Regions from separate parts of the Rattus norvegicus genome. Here region 2 is linked to region 1. Evidence: chromatin contacts called from public Hi-C data. All regions are on one chromosome and are shown on one strand. Each heading gives the region's core, a stretch centred on a gene start, on an enhancer-like site or on the middle of the called end of the contact. The rest is flanking DNA. Distances are from core to core; before and after follow the strand shown.

Region 1 (6,598 bases), core at 1,276-3,775:
TTGACAGCAAGGGGACAAAGGGGACCTTATGGTGGCAAAGAGCTTTGAATGAAGAGGGCTCAAAGCCAAGTCTGTGGGTGAGAGGGCTTGCTTCTTAGGGTGTGGCTTACCAGCAGCTGTTGCCCCTGGAGGTTTGTAGGAATGGCCGTTCTTGGCCTCCAGCCAGCATGACTGTCTGTGACCCTGTTTTAATGAGACTTTGAATCATGTAGACCTGGGAAATGCAAGCTTAGGACATGGGAGTGAGACCTGAGAATGGTTTTTATAAAAGTAGGTCAGAGTTACGTTTGGAGGGTGCATCCGGTTGCAGATGTGACAAAGCAAAGGGCTGTTTGGAGAGGCAGGAGTCTGAAACTGATAACCAAGCTGGGGAGAGTGGGCTGGAGACAGGGCTCGGTGTGAAGAGTGCTTGCTGCTCTTTCAGAGAACCTGAGTTCAGTTTCTAACACCCAAGTCCTGCAGCTCTTGGCCACCAATAATTTCAGCTGCAGAGGATCGGACGCCCTCTCCTGGCCTCTACGGGCGCCTGCGCTTGTGCACATGTGCACACAGAGACAATGCACACTCATAACTGGACTGGACACTTAAGGGTTCTTTGGAAAGTTGGTTGGGTGGCAAAGGCACGTTTAGCTAAAGTGGACAGGGGTGGGAGATGAAGGCAGAGAATGTTTGGCTGAAGCAGACGCAGGTGAACGCATGTTCTGTTAAAGCACCGATGTGGAAGGACGCCGCCGGGTTGGTGTATCCCTGAAGTGTTTGTGGGTGAATGGAGCTGCCGTTTGTGACCTGTGAATTGAACTGCCGATTTCCAGACAACACAGAAAGGGAGTGGCTCCAAAGAATCTTTCTAAACAGCTCCCCTCCTCCCCACCCCTGTCCTTTCTGCTGGTGGTGGTGGTGGGCTAAAAAGGAGGTTAAAAGAGTTCAAGAACCATCATTAAAAATAGGTTTTGAAAAAATTAAAGTTACACATAATTTTTAAAAAGTCTTTATAAAGGAGACACACACACACGGGGGGGGGAGGGGGGAGAACAGGGAGAGGGGGAGAGAGATACCGGGAGAAGGCAAGGGTCAGGCAGTATTTCCACCTTTTGTTTGTGCTCTGTCAGATCTACTTCTGGTTGTGTGGGAACTACATGACCAGATTTGCATCTTGATCACTTGGGCCCGAGTGAGGCTGAAGGGCAGAGAAATCAAGAGTTTTGCAGGGAGGCAGTGAGTGTCCTAGCTCAGGTAGTGGCCGCGCAAATGGAAAAGGCAGGGGCGGACTTAAGATATTTTAGGTGGCAATATGATGATCAAAGGCTCCATTTGTGTGTGGATTGGAAGTGGGAGGCTGGAGGAGCAGTATTAGTGGGCGGTTGCGCGTGGTGAACTGCCGGAAGAATCCGAGAATAAGCAGGTCTGAGAAGGGAAATTGTGAGTTCGGTTTTCAACACGTTCAGCCCAGGTGAACAGAAAACGTGTGGGAGGGGAGAAGAGAAGGAATCAGGGAAAGGGTGGAGAACCGGATGAGTCAAGGAGGGTGGAGGAGGAAGACGATGAGCAGGACACAAGGCCGTGCCCAGATTTCCGTGCCCAGATTTGGGGCTACTGTGGTACACCTTGCTGTGCTTCCCGTTTTATTTCCTGCTTCCTCCGAACGGGATTTAGCAAATGGGTTGAACCCCGAAAAAGTGCTTAGAATTTGACTTCTGGCTTCCTATCTGGTAACCAATTTGTTGTCACCGCCATTTGCTCTGTGAAAACAGAAAGAAAATTAAGTTATTTAAAACTGTGGTTCAAGACCAAAATAGTCTTCCCATAGTGTTCCTGAGTGAATACCTTTGTGTCTGCTCCAACACGATTTTTTTTTTCTTTTTTTTCGGAGCTGGGGACCGAACCCAGGGCCTGCAAGCGCTCTACCACTGAGCTAAATCCCCCAACCCCTCCAACACATTTTTTAAAGTGGAATAATCTCTGTCTCTCTGTCTGTCTCCCTCTCTCTTTCACTGTCCTTGGAGCTGTGGACTACTTTCTTCCTGCCAAATCTTTCCCATCTGCGAACTTTCACAGCTGTTTTACACCTTAAACCCCAGCAGTGGCTAGCAGCCTGTCTGGGGATAGTCTCATGATCGTTTCGTATTTGGCAATCTGGGCTCCTGTGCACGCCCCACACTTCTGTGTGTGTCAGAGGAAGGAACTCCATAAGAACTTGGAATCTCTCCTCCACACTCCTCCAGCCAACAGAAGCCAAAGGTCGCCATGTGATTTGGTGAGTTCGTGCAAGAGAAAGAAAAGTACTCCCTCCTGGACCCCGTCGCTCTTGCCAGGCTCCAACATGGCCGGCCAAACGGAGTCCTTCCAGAACATCCCTCTCCAGCCTTCCGCGCTCCCGTTTCACCTTCCGTCCGCCGCGCTCCCCAGGGTCAGGACCCAGGAGCCAGACAACCGCCTCGCTTCCCGACCCCCACGCGAGACCCGCCCACCGCCTCGCGTCCGCCAATCGAAGGCCGTTCTGAGGCGACTGGCAGGCCCGTCCGGCCCCGCCCCCAGCCTCGCTGTGGCCTGCGGCTTCCCGGCCAGTAGCGCCGCTGTCGGTCGCGCGGGCCGATCGTGTGGACACCGTCGTGTCGCGGGCGCTTGCCTCGGGCCACAGCGCAGCGCCGGGACCGTCATCCCCGCGGCGTCGAGCATGGACTTCGAGGACGGTGAGCGGCGCGCGGGGCGGGCCGCCGCGGCGGGCGGGCGGGAGGGCGGCGGGCGGCCTGCGCCGGGGGTCTGTTTACCGCCTCAAGATGGCCGTGTGGCTTTGTTCTGTGGGCCGCGCGGCGGCCGCGGGCCGGGGCGGGAGCCCCGTGGTCCCGGAGCCGCACGCGAGGGTGCGGCCGACGGGAGCCTTGCTCCCTAGGGGGTCGGCCTCTCTGCGAGCCCCGCGGCCTCGCCCGCGGCCGCCTGCAACTTCCCGGCCTGGCCGAGCGGTGACCCAGCTCACGGGGCCCTCGGGGCAGCGACCCGGTGGCGGGTGGAGCCGGTCCTCACCGCGTTGCCCCGGGCTCTGGAATCTTGCTCGACACAGGCTGCCTCGGGCTCATGCGGTGCTTCTCTGTGAGGCGAGTAAAAAGGGCGTCCCTAAGCTTAGTTCCATCGAGGTGGGCTTCGCTTCCCTCAGAAGCAAAATCTGCAAGTTATTACCACGTAGCAGACCGGGCTGTTTGATATCTCACCTGCTTTACCTGCTTGTGAATACCTCATCTGAAACAGTTCCTTGACAGTAGTGCATCTTTATTTAAAGGATGGCGGTGGTGGGGCTTGTGTATGGATGCTGCCTAAGTTAGAATTCTGGCACGGCGAGCCCCAGATGCCCTTCACGTTCAGCTAGATCGGTGCACAGCACTCCTAGTTGGACTTGCTGATTAAATAAACCGATTTGTAAGGTTGCTTTTCAGACCTCTCTGCACTAGTTCTTACAGCCGTTCTGCCCAGGGCGGTGAAGTACAGTTAATTTGACATCTTCAGACCTTGCTCAACTTTTATAGGAATCAGTGTCACGATAAAGCGATCTATAGTAGTGACAGTGTTAGGAGACAGTTTAGGATTAAACTGGGTGTAATCTCCAGGAACTAGGTATTTCTAAATAAAACCGGTCCATTTCTTGTTATGGAAGCCTCTGCCTCCACCAGAAATGGACTTTGACACTGAATAAGGTGTGATTTTAGCATATGTTGTATTGCATGAACTTCTGATTTTTGATTTGCTACAAGAAGTTAAGGTTGTTAAGTGTAAGTATAGGAGAAAGAATCACCCCTTTCGGAGTACTTTTCAGTCGCTTTGAAGTAGTTTAGCTCTTCGGAATAGCTTGTGCTTTTAGTACTGGACTGTGACTCATTCTGATGTAGGTGACTCTAAATTACAACTCTTTGCAATAGCCAGAGTTGACATTGAAAAGAAAAAGTATGTTTTAGACCAAAGTTTGATGACACTACCAACGTATGTGGTGTGCCAGAAGTTAACCTTGTAGTGTGTGTGCAGAGTGAGGGGAGTCAGTCAGTGAGGAAATCCATTTTCTGTAGAGAATTGAAAAAATAGCTGTCAAATTTGGAGTGTTTGCTTTCACTATAATGATAACAAAAATAACAATGTTAGTGATAATCTCTTAACTGCCCATCCCTAGCCACCACTGCTGCAGTTGGGCTGTAGATTTGAGTATGTCTGAGTCTGAACCTGTCGTGTGCCAGGATTTGGTTATATCTAGAAACTCTATTAAATTCTGTTCTTTCAGTCTTTATTTGTTGAGTTAAATAAAGGCTTTACCATTATGCCTGGATGGATACAGCCCACACACTCATACATATATGCATATGTGTTTTTACACAAGCTTCTGAAGTATTTAGAGAGAACAGATGACGTGGTAAAACAAATGCTGACCTTGACACATTTGTATCCCACAAGATCAGTTTCCACATCCATCACCCTCTTTGAAAGTTTGTTTTACCTTTACTTGATGTAAATTAAATTAATACTGGGTCTCCTCTTTTGGCAGTTACAAATATGGACATAAACTAGTTTTTATATTGCCAGTAGGCAGGGAAGGAGTAATATGTTTCCCCACGTGCATATTTGTAGTTATTCGAACCCCAGTTTTTTTTGTAATTGATTTAATGACTGAGTAGATGAGTATGCAGATCTGGGCTTTGCTCACAGCACACTAATTCCTTGCTGTTTCTGTGTCTTCGTAGATTATGTGCACTCTACGTGCAGGAGTGCTTACCAGGACTTCAACGGTGAGTGTCCTCTCCCGTCTCCTTTTAACCTTGCTGAGCCGATATAGCTTGGCTTTTCTCCTCATATCCATGGAGACACAAATGTTAATGCAGGAAGCCCGTGCCACTTTGTTTCAGATGTTCTTTTGACTTTTGATTTATAAATCTCAGTGTTAATGTCAGACTAAATATAGCGTTTGTTTTTCTGGTGTGTGTGTGCGTGTGTGTGTGTGTGTGTGTGTGTGTGTGTGCGTGCGTGCGTGCGAGAGAGAGAGAGAGAGAGAGAGAGAGAGAGAGAGAGATTGTGAACATGTACACTTGCTAGAGTCTGAAGAAGCCATCCGGGTCTTCTGCCACACTGATGTCTCCAGTTCTGTGTACAGTGTTTGAACTTGGGATCAGAAGAAGAAGTTAGGTTACTTGGACTTTGCATCTGTTTTATTTTACATAGGATTCTTTACTTCTTACTACTTTCTCAGTGATAGATTTGCAGGAAACTGGCTGAATGACTTTTGTTGACAAGACATTGGTGTTGAGTTACATAGATTAAGTGGATTTCTATCTTGGTTCTAGGCAACTTTTGTTGTAATACATGTTGGCTTTGTTTTCGAGGCCATTTTCCCTGAGCAAATGTGTGATAGAAAGCTGTCCAGAGGAAACCGTAACGAGGCCTGGTTACTTGTTAACAAAGCCTGATGCTGGCTTGTGGTTAGCTGCAGCCGTAGGAGACAATGCAGAATGCCATGCATATTGTTTTGATAGTTAATATCGTTAAGACCCAAGATGATAACAGAAAAAGGAAGCACAGAATAATTTGGAGGTTAAACAAAACAAAACATTACATGAAACACACGGGGGAGTGGTAGATATGTTAAACTACCAGAGAAATGCAAAATCTAGCTGTCATATCAAATATCTATTCATGAAACCAAAGCAGATGGACTAGTAAAGTCTATACCATTAAAAATGTTTATGTGTGAGTGAGCCTGCTTTTCTGTGTGTATGCCATGTGTGCACAATGCTGTTGAACTCCAGAAGAAGGCATTGGGTCCCTGGAACTGGGTTACATGTGATTGCATGCAGCTTGATGTGGTGCTGGGAATCAAACCTGGGTCTCCTGTGAGAGCAGCAGGTGCTCTTGTCCTTACCTGCTGAGCCATCTTTCCAGGCCTGTTCTTATGGATATAGTTAATTTTTAGCATCTCTAAAAATTAAGAGGTACTTCAGATTTGAGAAAGGCTATTGTCATATAGAAAGTATTATGTATTTAATGAGTGCTGAAGAATCTATTTTTGAAGACAGCGATGTAGTAAAATTAACAGTTTAATTTTGTGTCAACATTAGGACAGATTAGAGGATGGAAAATTGGCTAAAGAAAATCTTAGTACATTTGTATGTATGGAAATGATGGTGCTCAGTTTAAAAAATGTTAAGGTGTTTCAGCAATTAGCTGAATGTAGAGGCTACTCATAGCGAGTAGAGAGCGGTTAAATGAAAGTGAGTCCACAATTCTAAAGTCGTAAGGTCAGTGGGTTTCTGAAACGACAGAAAGCTTTGCTGGAGAGTTAGTTGAGTTCTATAAAGGTAGTCCTCGGAATTCAGCATCACATAGGCCAAGTTTATTTCATTACTAATGTTAAAAAACTCCTTCGTGGGGTTGGGGATTAGCTCAGTGGTAGAGCGCTTGCTAAGGCCCTGGGTTCGTTCCCCAGCTCCGAAAAAAAAAGAAAAGGTCCTTCGTATTGCATCTTTTATATATATTTTAATATAACTCCAGGAGGGATTCGCCTCTGAAGATACTGTCATAGTACCATAGACACAAACGCTGCCTGCCACATGAGGATTGTTCAGGCTGT
Region 2 (7,074 bases), core at 190-2,689, 160 kb before region 1:
TTGCTAACGAGCAGAGTTCTAGGTTTGATCATCAGCCCTGTAGAAACTGGCATGGGATGGGGTACACGCCTGTAATCTCAGCACTCCAGAGTGGTGGACAGGTAAGGGGGTCAGAAGTCCTATCTTTTACTACATGTAGAACTTAAGGCCCGCTTGGGGAACATGAGAGCCAGTCTGAGAGAGAGAAGAGAAGAGAAGAGAAGAGAAGAGAAGAGAAGAGAAGAGAAGAGAAGAGAAGAGAAGAGAGAAAAGAGGAGAGGAGAGGAGAGGAAAGAGAGGAGAGAGAGGAGAGAGAAAGAGAAGAGAAAGAGAAGAGAAAGGAGAGAAGGGAGGACAGAGAAGAGAGAAATAAGAGAGGAGAGAGGGAGGAGAGAGGAGAGAGAGAAGAGAAGAGACAGGAGAGAGAGAGGAAAGAGGAGAGAGAGAGAGAGAGAAGAAAAGAGAAGAGAAGAGAAGAGAGGAGAGGAGAGGAGAGACAGACACAGAAGAGAGGAGAGGAAGGAGAAAGAGAACCCAGCTGGCCAGGGTGACTCTCTCCTTGGGCTGGGGGGTCTTTGTCCCACCCAGCAGGTGTGAATGGGGATTATGAAGCTGCCACAGACCTCATCCTCACTTCTTCCTGACAGCTCTAAGCTTCTAGGACTTGTTCTTAGGCTATTTTTAACTTGTCCTTTCTTTTTAAAAAATTACACTAGAGGAGCTTAATCAGCCCCATTTGGCTTTGTGCAGAGGAAGAAAATTTGCAGACATTACCCAAGAACTGCTACAGAACACCGTGGCTGCCTGGCAGGCCTATTCAGGCAGCCCTCTCTCTCATTGGTGCAATAGTTTATTTTTGGATGGCAGCCTCCACACATCACACTCAACACCACACAGGGGCTCATTGTGAATCTAAAAGAAACACAAGATGTAGGTGAGGGAGTCAGGGAAGTCAGTCCCAGCTTCAGATGGGAAGGGAGGGGGAAGAGCCTGGCACCGGGAATTTCTGGCTGCCCTCTGAAGCTTCCAGCACCCCACACCCGCACACTCTCCGTTCTTCAGTTCTTCACCTCGGCAGCTGGTCAGCCAGCAGCAGGAATGGCTGGAGACCAATGGAAGAGGCACCTGGCTCCTCGGAGTTTACCCTGTGAAACTCACACATCTAAACCGCCCCCGGCATCACCAACAAAGCAAACGACAAAAGAGTTCAATTGTAGCAAAGGGTAAGACACTGTAAACACAGTGGCTCTCCATCCACCCAAACGCAGGAATCCACCCCGTCAAAGCTGAATGACCCAGGATCCAAGTCACAAACTGCACTGCTAACCCCGGGAGTGGCATAGCCCTTGTTCTTTGGACTTCAACTAAAGTATCATCCTGCCGGGTAGGTCACTAAAGCCCCGTTGTTGTTCATGCTCAGACTGCCGATCATTCCAAAGTCCTCTGGCCACTCTTGCCACCGGCGTGTCCCTGTCCTTCATGGGGCCTGGAGTTGCTGACTGCAGTGTGTGATACTCAGATAGTGTGTATCTGCTCACTCATGGTGTGCGTGAGGTCTGGGAGAGAGGGAGGGATTTCATTTCATCCTCCCAGAACCCTGTTGGTATTAAAATGCAGCCAGCCAGCAGGATTTGTCTTTAGAATCCACGTTATTCTGAACCTTCCACGACTGTGGAGAAGATGGGGGTGCTCACCACAAGGAGGCTAAGGGGCTGCCCAGTCGTCTTGCATAGAAGAAATGACTTTCAGAATACTGAGAAGTGAAGGTGACATTCTCAAGGGACAGCACTTGTTTTAATGTTTTGCTGATTTATACAACTCATATTAAAATTCGAAGGTAGATGGGGTTAGGGCAGTAATTTTTTTCTGAGTTGCCTCTCACGTCTAGTGCTCATAATGAAAAAAGGCAAACAAGTTTGTTTAGACGTTTGATGATTGATTAAACAGTTAAAACAACCACTGGGCCTGGAGGGGAATGTAGCTCCCTTGGTAGAGTGCTAGCTTAGCAAACACCAAGCCTTGGATTTGATCCCAAGAACTTTGTGAACTAGATGTGGTGGGGTACACCTCCCAGCACTGGGGGAGAAGCCAAAAGATCACAATGACAAGTCCTTCTTGCACATGTGGGGAGTTTGAGGCCATCCAGAGCTCTGTAAGTCTTCATTTGGGGGTTGGGGAGCAGGAAAAAAAGAACTGAAAATGAGTGTCCTGACATAGGGAACCATGGAACCTAAACTCTGCTTCCTAGAACCCCACTCAGTCAACACAAGAGTCATGTGACCTCATGGGCATGGGAATCACCCCCACCAGCAAATAAAGCAATTACTTCTGCGGTGGGTCCCATGGATCATGGATGTCTAGTGTCCTAAGATGAGACATCAGAGAACACCCAAGGGCCATGTGGGGACACAGGGAAAAGCAAATCAGCAACCTAAGGGTAAAGAGGTCATAAGACACGGAGCCTTCTAGCAGGTTGATCTTGGACTTCGTTGTCGCCTCCAAACCTTGAAGGAAGCCCATCTCTGCTCACCCCTAAGAGTATTCACATAGGGTCCCATAGGTTAGGGGCCAGTCCCGTGGTTGCCTCTTTTAACTCTGAATGCCAGTAGCAAGTCTCAGGTTGTGGCCCATACTTCCAACTGAGTAGCTACAGGCTGGGACCTCATCATCCCTTCTTGAGTTTAATTTGCCAGGACTCATGGACCTCGGGAATGTACTCAGTGAGTTATTGTGGGGAAAATTATAGAATAGCAGAGCTTCATGGGGCGGAGTAGGAAAGTACAGGATCAGAACTCGTAGACCTCTGTAGGCGTGCTGCCTTGATCTGAGAGCTCCCTGAATATTTCTTTGGGGTGGGGATGGGGGTGGTTTGAGGCTCTGCTCACACACGTTTGTGGTTCAGTCATTGATCACAAGTGGGCACGTCACCTCCAGCTTCACTCACAGATGTCAGGGGAAATGAAGACCGGAGTCCTGGCCCTCTGACTCTTAACTTACTTCCACCAGCCCCAATTTGGAAAGTTTCTTAAAAACTACCAGTCCTCAGCGCCCATCTCGGCACGGAAGGAATTAAAGACAGCAGCAGCAACAATCCACGACTCCCAAGATTCCGGAAGAAGCTGTAGGAGTTGTGTGACAGGACACGAGGCCAACGATGAAATACCTATTTCATAATCTCACACAGGTGGTTATTATGGGCCATTACAGAGTCCCAGAAAAAGGGACTTTCCTGGGCCTTCCTCGTGTGTGAGTGGTTTATAGCCCTCTTTAACTCCTTAAGGCCTTGTCCTTAAGACCTTGATAAGACCATGTCTTTAGCTCCTTGAGACCCTATTAGGATCTTCCAGAGAGTTACACACCATGAGCCACAGGCAGATGTATAGATTAGGCAATGTATAGACAGGTGACATAAACATACAGGAAAGGGGTTTATGGTGAGGGTTGGCACGTGTGATTATGGAGGCTGAAAAGCCCTATGCACTACCTTCTACACAGGAGAAGAACACAGGGGTCCACACATAAGTGGTCTGAGTCCAAAGGACTGAGAGCTTTCCAGATGTCGTGTGACATTATTTCTGGGGAGATGTACACACATGTCTACTCATCCCAGATAGAGGGCTGTCAACAGACCACAGTAAGGACACCAGGAAAGTCCACACTGATGAACCAGTTTTGTTTTTTTTGTTTTTTTTTGGGGGGGGGGTTCCTTACAGAAATGTGAGTCGTTACCTACAGAAGCAGAAATGACTCAAAGACAAAGCCGCATCACCAAAGACCACCCCAGCATGGGTGGGACACGTGGGTGACAGCTCCCAAATGCTGGGAACCTGGAGCACGCTATACAGCCTGCAGGAAGCTCAGGAGGTTGACAAGTGGCCTTTTCATGTGACTTAGTTGGTTTAAACCTCTCTCAGGCAACAGGGCTGGTTTCCGCGGCTCCCCCCCCCCCCCCCCCCCCCCCCCCCCGTCTGATCTCAGTGTCTCCCGTGCAGCCGGACTTGTCTGAGAGGGATTCTCTATTGCTTACTCTGGGAGGGAGGGGCCTAGTGATCCTGGACTTCTGGAAGCTATTCTGAGTGTTTACCTTCTGGTTTAAGGGGCTTTCCAGTAGGATTGAGTATTTCTAGGAGGAAACTTTGACCAAACAAGGGTACAGGAGGTCAGCGTGGTATCGGAGGAAGTGCTTCCGGACACTCTGAGAAATGCTTTGTCAATTGTGTCATTGCACAAAGTGACTTTGTTCAGAGCTAAAATGCCTACAGGCGATCAAGTCTCAGGGAGCGGCCATTATTCAGTTTGCTGTTGTTACTCTACAGCAAAAGACTAGTTAGAGGCAGAGGTAGGTGTGTGTGAGAAAGAGGGGGAGAGAGGGAGAGGGAGGGAGGGGAGAGAGAATGAGAATGTATCCCGGGCTGTAACAAGTACTGGAGAGCTGTTTGAAGGAGGACAGATTTGTTTTGGCTCAGGGTTATAGACATGCATACCATAGTCATGTGGACCCACTGCTGTGGGCTGGTGGAAAAAACAGAGCATCATGGGATAGCAGGGATAGTAGAAGAGAGGAGCATTATGGGATAGCAGGGATAGTAGGACTGAGGAGCATCACGGGATAGCAGAAATAGTGGAACCAAGGAGCATCACGGGATAGCAGGGATAGTAGAACATAGCTGCTTACCTCATGGGTACTGGAGGAGGGCAGAGGGACGGTAAGAGCGCCAAGATACTCCACAAGTGCATGTCCCCTAGTGACCTACTTCCTCCAACAATGTCCCGTCTGTTAAAGTCTCCACAAGCCTCCCAGAAGAATGTCGCCAGCTGCAGACCAAGGCCTCAGTGCACGAGCCTGTGTGGAACAGTTCATATTCAAGCCACGACAAGAGTTGACTGACTGAACTTTCCTGACTCTTTAGATATAAATGGTGAGAGAAAATGTCGAGAATGCCTGTAGAGCACCCTGTCTGCGTAGCACCAAGGGTTAACTTTCCATTTACTGAGGAGAAGTTGAAGAAAGTCCCGAGGAAGAACTGGCTCCGTTCTGGTCATTTAAGTTTCAGGGGAAAAAAAAATCAAGAGAAAAATGGATATCGTTGGGTACAGTGAATCTCTTGAGGTGTTCAGATGCAAATTTGAAAAGAGAAACGGGTAGAGGAGGTAATGAGACATTTTAAAAGCCCTGAACCGATTCATAAGTGCACGTTCTCACTGAAAGCCCCTCTGGTCTCTTGCTCTAGATCCCAGTGGATGACTGAGACCAGGAGTACCTTTCCGTTCTCTTTCCCTGGTCCACTCCAGTTTTGCCATCGCACCACTATTTTTCTTAGCCGAGGTGGTAGCAGGCGAAGTCAGAGCCTGCAGGTTCAGATTTGCAGGCGTCTGAATTTGTTCTATCTGTTCTCTTGATTTGTCGTTTTTCCCTTCATTTACTGAAATGGTATATTTACTTCAGGGCTACAACTTGCCGGCAACCACACGGTGGCTCATGACCATCTATATTGAGATATGGTGCCATCTTCTGACCTGCAGGCATACATATGTGCAGGCAGAATACAGTATATACTGTATACATAATAAATTAATACATAATAAATTAATACTTTTTTTTTTTTTTTAAGGAGCGCCTGTTCACCCAGACGGGCTGGCTAAAACCTGCCAATCTTGGAATCCCTTTGAGAAGGGCTCAAATCCCCTTCTCATTCTCTCTGGCTGAGACACCTGCCTTAGTTTTTCTGGTTTCAATTTCAACACATTCTTTCTAACTATAGCAGCCTGGCAATGTGTTATGTCATAGGAAGTTACCCAACACAGTCCACCCAGGCCCCAATTCCTTTCTGCCCTGCTCACAGCTACTCTGGCCTCCATCATTGAACTGTCCTCAGCAGTAAAGATAGAAGGGGATTTGCCGCCTACCTCAAGGCTAAGGGTTTATTTATATAAATGTAAAAAGTAAGATGGCTTAAATCCACTTAAGAAAGAGGAGCTACCTCAAACAAGGAGAGAAAGCCAGTAGTGGTGGCATTCAACTTCCATCCAACCACTAGAGGTGCATGGGGGGACCAGAAGGTAAGGCCACCCTTGGCTACATTGGAAGTTTGAGGTCTGCATGGGCTGGCTACCTGAGACCATCTCAGGTCCTGCTTTACCATTGGCTAAGGCTAAGCTCACAGTATTACTCTAGCATCTGTACTCACCCCGCTAGTGCTCTACACCTTAGCAGTGCTGTGAAGCAAGAAGAGTAGACATTTTGTTACACTTCTGCTATGTAGAAATATGTAAATTAGATAACCCCTATGTTCTAAGCGCCTGGCTAAGCCCTTCCATACCTTTCTCACTCTCATAAGTCTTTCAGCATTCCTGCCACACCCTACATTGTTTATATGTGAACATCCAGGTGTAAATCAGATTCGGCCCCTTCCCCAGGGGTTGTGTTTTACTTTACAAGTTACCCCAGCACATTTGGGACAAGTCTGTAAAGTTTGATTTCCACACATTTAAAAAAAAATATGTCTGTGGATCATTAGTAATGTCTATGGCCTGTCACACTAAGCTTTGTACTTAATGGTACCCTCACCTCTGAGGGGCCAGGTGCCTTCTCTGATTGGAAGGTCAGTGACCCACTCAGTATAACTGAGTCTTCAAGCATACTGCAGCACAGGTAAAAAGCAAACTACCTTTATAATTAAAACACCCAGGAAAGATGTACTTCACTACACTGTCTCTCTCTCCCTCTTCCTCTGAGACAATGTTTCATGTATCCTAGGCTTGCCTCAGGTTTGTTACATAGCCAAGAATGACCTTCTATGTCTGATTCTCCGTCTTTTTCTTCCACAGGAATGCTAGGAGGACAGGCATGCACCACCATACCTGGTGTACTGTGTATTTGGTGCTTGAGATCAAATCCCAAACTTACTGCACACTAGGTAAACTCTCTACCAGTTAAGCTGTGTCTCTGGATGCCACTGGTAAATATTTTTGACACATATAATTTTTGCATACATGTACTGAAAGCAAAAATTCCTAGGTGTGGAACTGTGTATTCGAAAATGGTCACATGACTTTAATCCCAGCACCTGGATGGCAGAGGCAGGAAGATCTCTG

The links. A called contact is a pair of places that touch in the nucleus more often than the background predicts.
Region 2: a contact with region 1 is called in a Hi-C map of liver, with 4 times the contacts expected there. The contact joins the enhancer-like site here to the promoter of Zfp326 in region 1. A contact is called at or near these places in 12 of 12 Hi-C or Micro-C datasets (the A7r5 cell line, the Rat2 cell line, Schwann cells and 7 more) and 1 of 1 datasets of contacts at active chromatin or transcription factors (oligodendrocytes).

Annotation. Positions count from the first base shown.
Region 1 is chr14:4,281,186-4,287,783 of GRCr8, reverse strand. It overlaps Zfp326 (zinc finger protein 326), which reads left to right and starts at 2,525. Exons shown (of 11, transcript XM_039092634.2): 1 at 2,525-2,690. The coding sequence starts at 2,675.
Region 2 is chr14:4,442,511-4,449,584 of GRCr8, reverse strand. No RefSeq gene overlaps it. Among named protein-coding and RNA genes, the nearest start is that of Lrrc8d, 96 kb to the right of the region's middle. Within about 2 kb of position 1,439, at least 13 of the 93 cell types and tissues checked have an H3K27ac peak or open chromatin away from gene starts, as enhancers often do. A contact at or near this core is called in hepatocytes, kidney and liver, where this site is marked.